Regions from separate parts of the Zea mays genome. Here region 2 is linked to region 1. Evidence: chromatin contacts called from public Hi-C data. All regions are on one chromosome and are shown on one strand. Each heading gives the region's core, a stretch centred on a gene start, on an enhancer-like site or on the middle of the called end of the contact. The rest is flanking DNA. Distances are from core to core; before and after follow the strand shown.

Region 1 (4,072 bases), core at 1,295-3,794:
TAGTGCAATGACTGACTCATTAAAAACCTATCTAGGTAAAAACTCACCGAAAACCCTAAATAGAAAAAAAGAGTACAACACAGCTAATTAGTCGTGATTGGATCTAATCATGCATAATCGTGTCTAACCGTGCCTAGGGGCTAATCGGGCCGTGCCCATGCCGGCCCAGCGTGCCCGGTGCTCGGCCTAGGCACGACACTACCCATAGGACCGTGCCGGCACAGGCCCGGCTCCAACCGTACCGTGTCGTGCCGTGCCGTGCTCCGGGCTAGCCCGATTAGTCCGGCACTATTAGCCATCTATAGGAATAATCTACTCGAGACGAACGATTATGAACCGCGCGCGGATGGGTGTTGCTTCGTCCCACTTCCACGGGCGGGCTCGCGCAGCCACAAGTCAGAGGTACCTGCACTCCAAAGGCATTGACGATGCGGGACCCCGCCCGCTCCAAAACCAAAAGCAACCCCGCCGGCCGGCCGGCCAACAGCTAGCTAGGCGGCTGCCATCGACGACGTGCTTGCTGCAGTGGCGCATGCATGCGCAGAAGAGCAGCCGCTACAACCAATCCAGACGATGTCGTCGGGATCTAGTCATCTTTTTCTTCTCAGTAATGCATGGCGATTATTACGCCACTGTTCACACCTGCACACATGATCGGATCGTCCGAGGCTTTCTGGGTTCCTACGTCAGTTGGTAGTATTTGGCTAGCTAGCTAGCTTGTGTTTGAGGAAACGTAGGACGTCGTCCTAGCTAATAACATCTCACTTTCTGTTTCGCTCCCTCCTTTCTCCCCATATGATTGATCTTTACCTACTGCTGCACACACACGCCTTTTGCTTCCATGCCTGTTCTCAGCAGCCACCGTCTCTGGGCTAGGCTCTTGCTGTTTGTTTAAGGAATAGACATGGCATGTCAAGTGAGCTGACAGCCTTGTTGGCCGGACTGGACTTTGTGAGGCAGATGCCCTCCTAACCCAAACCTCTCCAGTCTCCACTGCTACTGCAACTAGCTAGGCCTGAGCAGGTCGGTGTGGACAGAGCGAGCGCGCGCGCGACAGCAAACCGACGAGAAAGAGGCGATGACTGGGGCTCGGCTTGCTTGTAATTAGGGGGAGGATTCGGCCTTTGCGGGTTCCTACTTGTGGTGGTCTGGCATTGCATTGCATGCCTCCTGATGCCAACCCTTCGTGTTTTGGGTTGCGTTAATTCCTGTCAACACCTGCATGATTGCGCTGCGTACGTGTGGACCATACGGTGCTGCTTCTTTGGCTTGTGAGAGGTCAGGTGAAGGGGACCTGTTGCTTTGCTTGGGCAGGCTAACATTGGCCTAGCTAACCCTGTCCCCATTACGAGATCAAGCGTAAATAAATCTGCTAATTAACTAAAGATGCATGCATGATACACTAATAGTTTCTGTCATTCGATCTTCCGTGTTGTAGCTTTCGCTCTGCTGCTGATGCCGGTGCTTTCAGAGCAGAGGAGACAGTTAACTGTACTCCAAAAGTCTGAACCAAAACAGTTCAGTTTAATTTTTAATACACATGTTATATGCGTTGCGTAGCCACGCAACGCAAAGAATGTTTCACTTCTTCAGAACCAGAAGCAAAGAGACTTGTCAAAAGTGTTGCGTCATAACGAGGAGCGGCGGAAAAGTCATACGATGCTGAGAACTTTCACATCTCATCTGCGTTAAAAATGTGTGGTCCTGACAGCGCCCCTGAGAAATATCTGACCACGAGTGGACCCCCAAGTGCTCGCTATATATGCTGGGTTGCTTCGAAGGAGGAGGCAGGCAGCATGTTTTTTATTGTAATCGTTCCTTGTAATCCAGATTAAGGAGTATATAAAGTGGTCTCGTAGGCATACAGCACGTACAACACATGTCAATATTCAGCTGAGCTCTTCGTCTGGGGAAAAAACAGCTGGCGCTGTCGATTAGCATGGAAGATATCCTTATGGTAAATCGCTTTGTGTATTAAAAAAAATATGTGTTGGATTGGAAAGCATTTTTCCAACTAGCAAAAACGTTGGTTCAACCCTTCTTTCTTTTAGCAATCATTTACAAGAAGCCCACATCAATCAGGCTTCCATTCCATCCGATTCGCCATGTCAGGGTCCGTGCTGTCCATGTTTTATGCACAAACCTGCTGAAAGCGCGTCTGAATATAAAAACGGAGAGCTTTTCGTTTTCAGGGAAAGCGAGCGAGCATATGAAGGAGAACTCCCAGAAGAAAAAAAAATGGGTTCATTTGCAGCTAAAATTAAGAAAGAGCTTAGATTGCTTGAGTTAGATTAGTTCTCCTTTTCCTACTTTTTTTTTTATTGTTTTCGCTCGCGCTAGTCTGCGATTATCAATTCGCCATCTTGAAACTGACAGCAACAGGGAAGAGATTTTAGAGAAGATTTGTTTCGGACTGGGACGGGATCATGTGAAACCGGACAAGGAATCATACGGTTTATAAGCAAAGGAGAGTAGATGCAGGATGGAGTCCGCTACACGCCACTGGGGATCCTATAAATTCCCCTGCCTTTTCTTCTCCACTCCACTCATCACAAATCTCTCTCTCTCTCTCTACAAGCTCCAGCTAGACTGTCCTGCTCTGCTTCGGCGCTACTGTGCAGTGTGCACAGCCAGCCAGCTCTGCAGCAGAGCAGAGTCCGGCTGTGAGCCCTGACCAGAGAGGATTCAGTGCCATGGAGAGACCTGCGCAGGCGCCCACGCAGCTGCCGCCGGGGTTCCGGTTCCACCCCACCGACGAGGAGCTGGTAGTGCTGTACCTCCGCCGGAAGGCCCTGGCTCGCCCGCTGCCGGCCGCCGTCATCCCCGTCGTCCACGACGTCGCCGGGCTCGATCCATGGGACCTCCCTGGTGCGTGTGCACGCGCTCTTCATCTGAGCGCGAGCACCTTCGGATCAGCGTAGACGTGAGCGTACTGACGCGGAGTTTTTCCTGGTTATTTGGTGTGACTGAACCACGCAGGGGCAAGCGAAGGGGAGGGTTACTTCTTTAGCCTGCGGCGAGCGCCGGCGACCGGCCGTGGCAGCCGCAGGAGGAGAGCTGGGAGCGGGTACTGGAAGGCCACGGGCAAGGAGGAGCCGGTGTTCCTGCAGTGCGGCGGCGGCGGCGTAGGCGGCAAGAGGCAGCTGCTCGTGGGCGGCAAGACGGCGCTCGCCTTCCACCGCAGTGAGCCGTCGCCGCCGTCGTCGTCGCGGACAGGCTGGGTCATGCACGAGTACCGGCTCGCCGCCGCGTCCCGCGGCGTGGCCGAGCAGAGGAAGAAGAATGCGAGCCACGTGAGAACTCAGAACTCCCACCATGATGCCTCCGTTTGGAAGTAGCTTGGTTCGCTTTGCAACCTCGACCGCGATATTTTGCCGCATGTAGCTTACATTTGCCCCCGAACAAAACATGGCGTGCCAATGACTGCAGGGTTGTTGCGATGCTGAGCCGGGAGAGTGGGTCGTGTGCCGGGTCTTTCTGAAGAAGGGAGCAAGAAGAAGCAGGCCGGGCCGGGATGGTAACCACAGCAGAGCTCTGAGACACCGCGCATCCGCTGCGCCGCCGCAGCTCCGGGAAGGTGTGGGAGGACGGCAGCCGTTGCTGTTCCCGGCGCCACAGTCGCCGTCCTCAAGCTGTGTCACCGGCGTTACCGACTTGTCAGACGAAGAAGACGAAGTCAGCAGCGGCAGCATAACAAGAGTTGCACCTCAGAGAGAGGCCTGATGGGGATTTTAAGTGTTCCCTCCCCCCTCTCTCATGGTCCCGTAGCCCAACCTTTTTCTGGTACCATACAATGATGATGAGTTAAGCACGAGATAATCAGGTTTAGGCATGTCCAGCGCAGGAGTGATCCCGAAATATCATATCAAATGGATCTGGCAACCTGAGTTTAAATCAGGAGCAATAGTTTCTACGCTTCATCTGTGAAGCAGCATCCACTTTGATTTGGAACTAGAAAATGGGCGCTGCAACCTGCAACGGCCCGATGGTGTGTAAAATCTAAAAACGTAGCCAGGCATTCTTTAAGATGTACTATCTCCATCCTAAAATATAATTTATTTTAGACTAAATA
Region 2 (3,967 bases), core at 965-3,464, 140 kb after region 1:
ATCTTCTTGACCTCCATAAATTCTCGTCCAGCGCGCATCACTGCAATATTTAGAGACAACTCTACTACTTACCATGTTATCGAATACGTGAAATATGTGCATGCAATGTACTACTACCTCCGATCTTGAATATTTGTCGTCCACTAGTTTATTTTTGAACTAAAATATAACAAATAAAAAGAACGAAATGAGTATATGTTATATATCCATATTAATAATAAATATTTTGAATCCATAAATCAAACATATGTTTACCCCTGCTAGCCGACTTGGTATATTACTGTGGTGACCGGTGAAAACGTCTAAATCCGTAGAGGATTTCTGCATGGCTCTATTTTTCTGAGACAGTGGAGACTAGGGCTAGGCAAAAAATTCGTAACCCGAAACTCGAATCCGGAATACTCCAACCCGATCTCGAAATACCCGAAACTTGAATTTTGTTTGGGAATTTCGGGTACCAACTTGCAAAACCCAAATTTATTTCGAGTAATTCGGGTATCATAATCGGATACCTGAAATACCTTAACTTTCATATGTCATGTACACATGTCATGCTTAATTATTAATTTGTACATCTATAATTATGTGTAAATGTGCATGCCTTGTGAATGTAGATTGCTTGCGTTTTTATGTCCATGTATATCATTATTCAAACTGTATTTTTATAATAATTTATAGGGTGCATGTGTTTTTATGAAGCTAACACAACAGTTCGCTAGTTCGGGAATACCCGAACCCAAAATTCTGGATACCCGAATTTTCGGATATTGTAAAACCGTTGTAATTTTTGGTATCGATTATCAAAACCCAAAATTCTAAATACACGAATTACCAGACCCAAAAATTTCGGATAACCTCAACACCCACCCGTAGTGGAGACCTCAAAGACCAGCGCCCACCCAAAAAAAACCCGGACATGGACGCCGCTGATTGGCATCGGATCTCGTTGAATGAAAAGATTGGTCATGGTCATACCCACGCGATATTTGCGTCCCATTCATCTTTGCTTTCCGCAAACACCTTCTCTTTGACTGGACCGCTAGGTTGCAAAGAGGAATAGGATAGTTTCTGTTATGAAAAGAAGATATAAAAGAAAAGAGAGCAAAGGCATTAAGGCAACAACAACCTTTGTGCTCCGAAGAAAATAGTGATATATTAGGGTGTGAGAGCCTGAGAGGCACTAGTAGGAGTGGATTAGAACAAAGCTTAACATAAGCAATACCGACACTTGTGTCTGACCAAACAAAGACCGGAGCAACTACCAAAGCTTCATGGGATGTAAAGGCAAGCAACCCATCAAATAATTTACAAAGTTCAACTAAGCACCTCTTGGGCCACAATACTATATCTCAAATACCATAGTATCATATTAGAACTGTAAATAAACCTTCTACCAAACGAGCTCTAAAGAAACATTACATTTTTCGAGAATCAATATTCGTAGGTGTTACACGAATCTATATATTGTGAGGTTTATGTGCGGAGAAAAAGGAAGGGGTTATAAGTTTTAGGGTTTACAAAGCAGTGACCCCTCATGTCGCGATGACTAGACGAATTATACATTTATCTATTTATATTGATTTGTGAGTTGTTTTACATAAGCAGACTAAAAAGTAAAACATTGAAATCCGTCCAAAAACCGATCACACGACCTGAGACAGTGCGTGGGCCGCGGGAGGAAAGTCGGTCTTTATTCACTAGCTCTACTATCTCAATTCTGTTTAGAACCTCTAAAACTAATAGTTAGCTACTAAAAACTAGTTGTTAGGTTCTAAACACCATCAACTAATACCACAACTAATTATTAGCTATCTCACAATAAACAATTAGTTCATTAGTTGGCTCAACACAACTAATAATTTATTAGCTGACTAATTATTAGCTCTAGCGTTCCAACAGAGCCTCATTTTATATCCTACTTTTTATTTTAATTTTTATGGTTAGTTTGGGAACCCTATTTTTCTAAGGATTTTTTATTTTCTCAAAAGAAAATAAACTAAATTTTCTTAGAGAAATAGAAATTCCTTAGAAAAATGAGATCGTGAACACTATTTTTTCCCAAAAAAAATTCTATTTTTCCTAGAAAAAATGAACTATTTTTTTTAGAAAAATAGAAATTCGTTTGAAAAATAAGATTACCATAGCGCTTAGACACAGGGTAAAGAAAGCGCGCACCAGCGCAGCACTCGCACTCGAGCACCGAGAGGGAGGAAAAAAGAATTCTCCACTTCCCCACTCTCCCTCTCCCGCTCGTGGCTCGTCAGTGGGTGGGAGTGTGCGGGGCTAGCCGCTAGGGTTTCCGCGAGCCCATCGCCGGCCGGCCACGGACGATCCGGGACTCCATCCGGCGCCTGCCCTGAATCGGCTTCGCGGGGCGCAAGGAGCGAGAGAATGAAGTCGTCGCTGCGGAAGCTGCGGGGCTTCGCGCTGCAGCGCCAGGAGCAGCGGGTGGACCGGGACCGCGGCCGGGGCCACGCCACCGCCGCCGCCACCGCGGCGGACGAGCTCCTCGCGGCTGCCCAGGTGCGTGGGCCTTGCGCCTCTCCCTTCCGCTTCGTGGCTGCGCGAGCGAGCGAGCCGGATGGGTGGGTCAGTCTGTTGGGGCTGTGGAGATCTCGCGGGGGAGCTCTGGCCCTGCTTGTGGTTTTCGCAGCAGCCGCTGCGGGTTGATGGATTCCACGTGGTTGGGTTTGATGACCAGTTCATAGTTCGGTGGTTGCCTGGTTGGCGTGCGAGAGTCTGGAGCATGGTCGTCGTGACTCGTGAGGATTTCGTAGAAATTCTAGTGTCCGGATCTGTTCTCAATTTCACGAACACACGGCTGGACATCGTTGGGATTCCACCGGGAGGAATGAGCTTTGCTTTCGGGTTGTTTCCTGGTGCTGTGGGAATCGTCCGCTCACATTTTAGTTTAGCATAGTTGAGAGAGTTTGCTTTGATCTGCTAGTGGCGTGATTTCAGCTCAACTACTGTGGTTACTTGGCAGAGTCATGTTTGCTTTTGGTTCCATGCATTTTCTCCTGTTCAATGGTGTGATAATTGAGTGATTATCATGCATCGATGCTTGTGTGTGATGTCGCTTTGGTGCGAGATACATTTAAGCATTTGGCATGCCTTTCTGCGCTAGGGTAGTGTGGGCAGGCAGCAGAACTCGTGATACTTCTGAATTCCTTGCAGTAAATGAAGGTGTTAGTTTGCTCAATTGAGATCTTGTCTAATCGAGTTGGATCTGACAAATGGGTGCCCCATTCCAGATTAGTTTGTGCAGAAGTCTTCAATTGTTTAAAATTGAACTATTTTGTGTGGCTGTCCTGAATAACAAAAACAGTGGTGAGTCCTGCTGTTCACCAGCTGTATAACTTCATCAGAATACCATAATGGATGATGTTAAAACTTCTCTTGTTTTAAATTCTGGGTCTGCTTCCTGCTAGTTTTGTTCTGAATTGTTGCTTTCTTTGACAGGATATGGCAGATATGAGAAGCTGTTACGATAACTTGCTTTCTGTTGCTGCAGCAATTGCAAATAGTGCATATGGTAATTTTCTTGTCTAAAGCCCTCCCCCACCCCCTAAAGGCCTTTATTAAGTTTTCTTATATGTCCAATGGCGTTTTATGTATATATTAGTTATTGGTTATGTCTTCATTTATGTTTATTACTTAGGTTTGCACATTATTTTTTGAATATAAATAGCCATCATCTCTCTAAAGTTCATGCTGCACATATTTATACCCTGTTTCTTCTAATGATTTACTCAATCAAGCTGGGGAAATGCAAACCTTGAACACCTTGATTTCAAGTACCCGACATTTTGTAACCTCAGTTCATTTGTGTTTGTGAAATATTAACATATAGATGACATTATATGCAGAGTTCTCTGAAGCACTTCAAGAAATGGGAACTTGTTTGCTTAAAAGAGTTACGCCAAATAAGGATGGAATAAATGGTAATTATCCCATGTCTTTTTTT

Evidence for each region. Hi-C and Micro-C count contacts between places; a contact is called where the count stands out from the background.
Region 2: a Hi-C map of tassel shows a contact between it and region 1, with 2.3 times the contacts expected there. The contact joins the promoter of LOC100384565 here to the promoter of LOC107275227 in region 1. A contact is called at or near these places in 10 of 25 Hi-C or Micro-C datasets (bundle sheath, ear, endosperm and 2 more) and 1 of 3 datasets of contacts at active chromatin or transcription factors (leaf).

What each region holds. Positions count from the first base shown.
Region 1 is chr2:198,409,319-198,413,390 of Zm-B73-REFERENCE-NAM-5.0, forward strand. It overlaps LOC107275227 (NAC domain-containing protein 18), which reads left to right and starts at 2,545. Exons shown (of 3, transcript NM_001320462.1): 1 at 2,545-2,868; 2 at 2,980-3,293; 3 at 3,430-4,067. The coding sequence starts at 2,694. The coding sequence ends at 3,723.
Region 2 is chr2:198,547,415-198,551,381 of Zm-B73-REFERENCE-NAM-5.0, forward strand. It overlaps LOC100384565, which reads left to right and starts at 2,215. Exons shown (of 10, transcript NM_001177076.1): 1 at 2,215-2,523; 2 at 3,463-3,535; 3 at 3,870-3,944. The coding sequence starts at 2,392.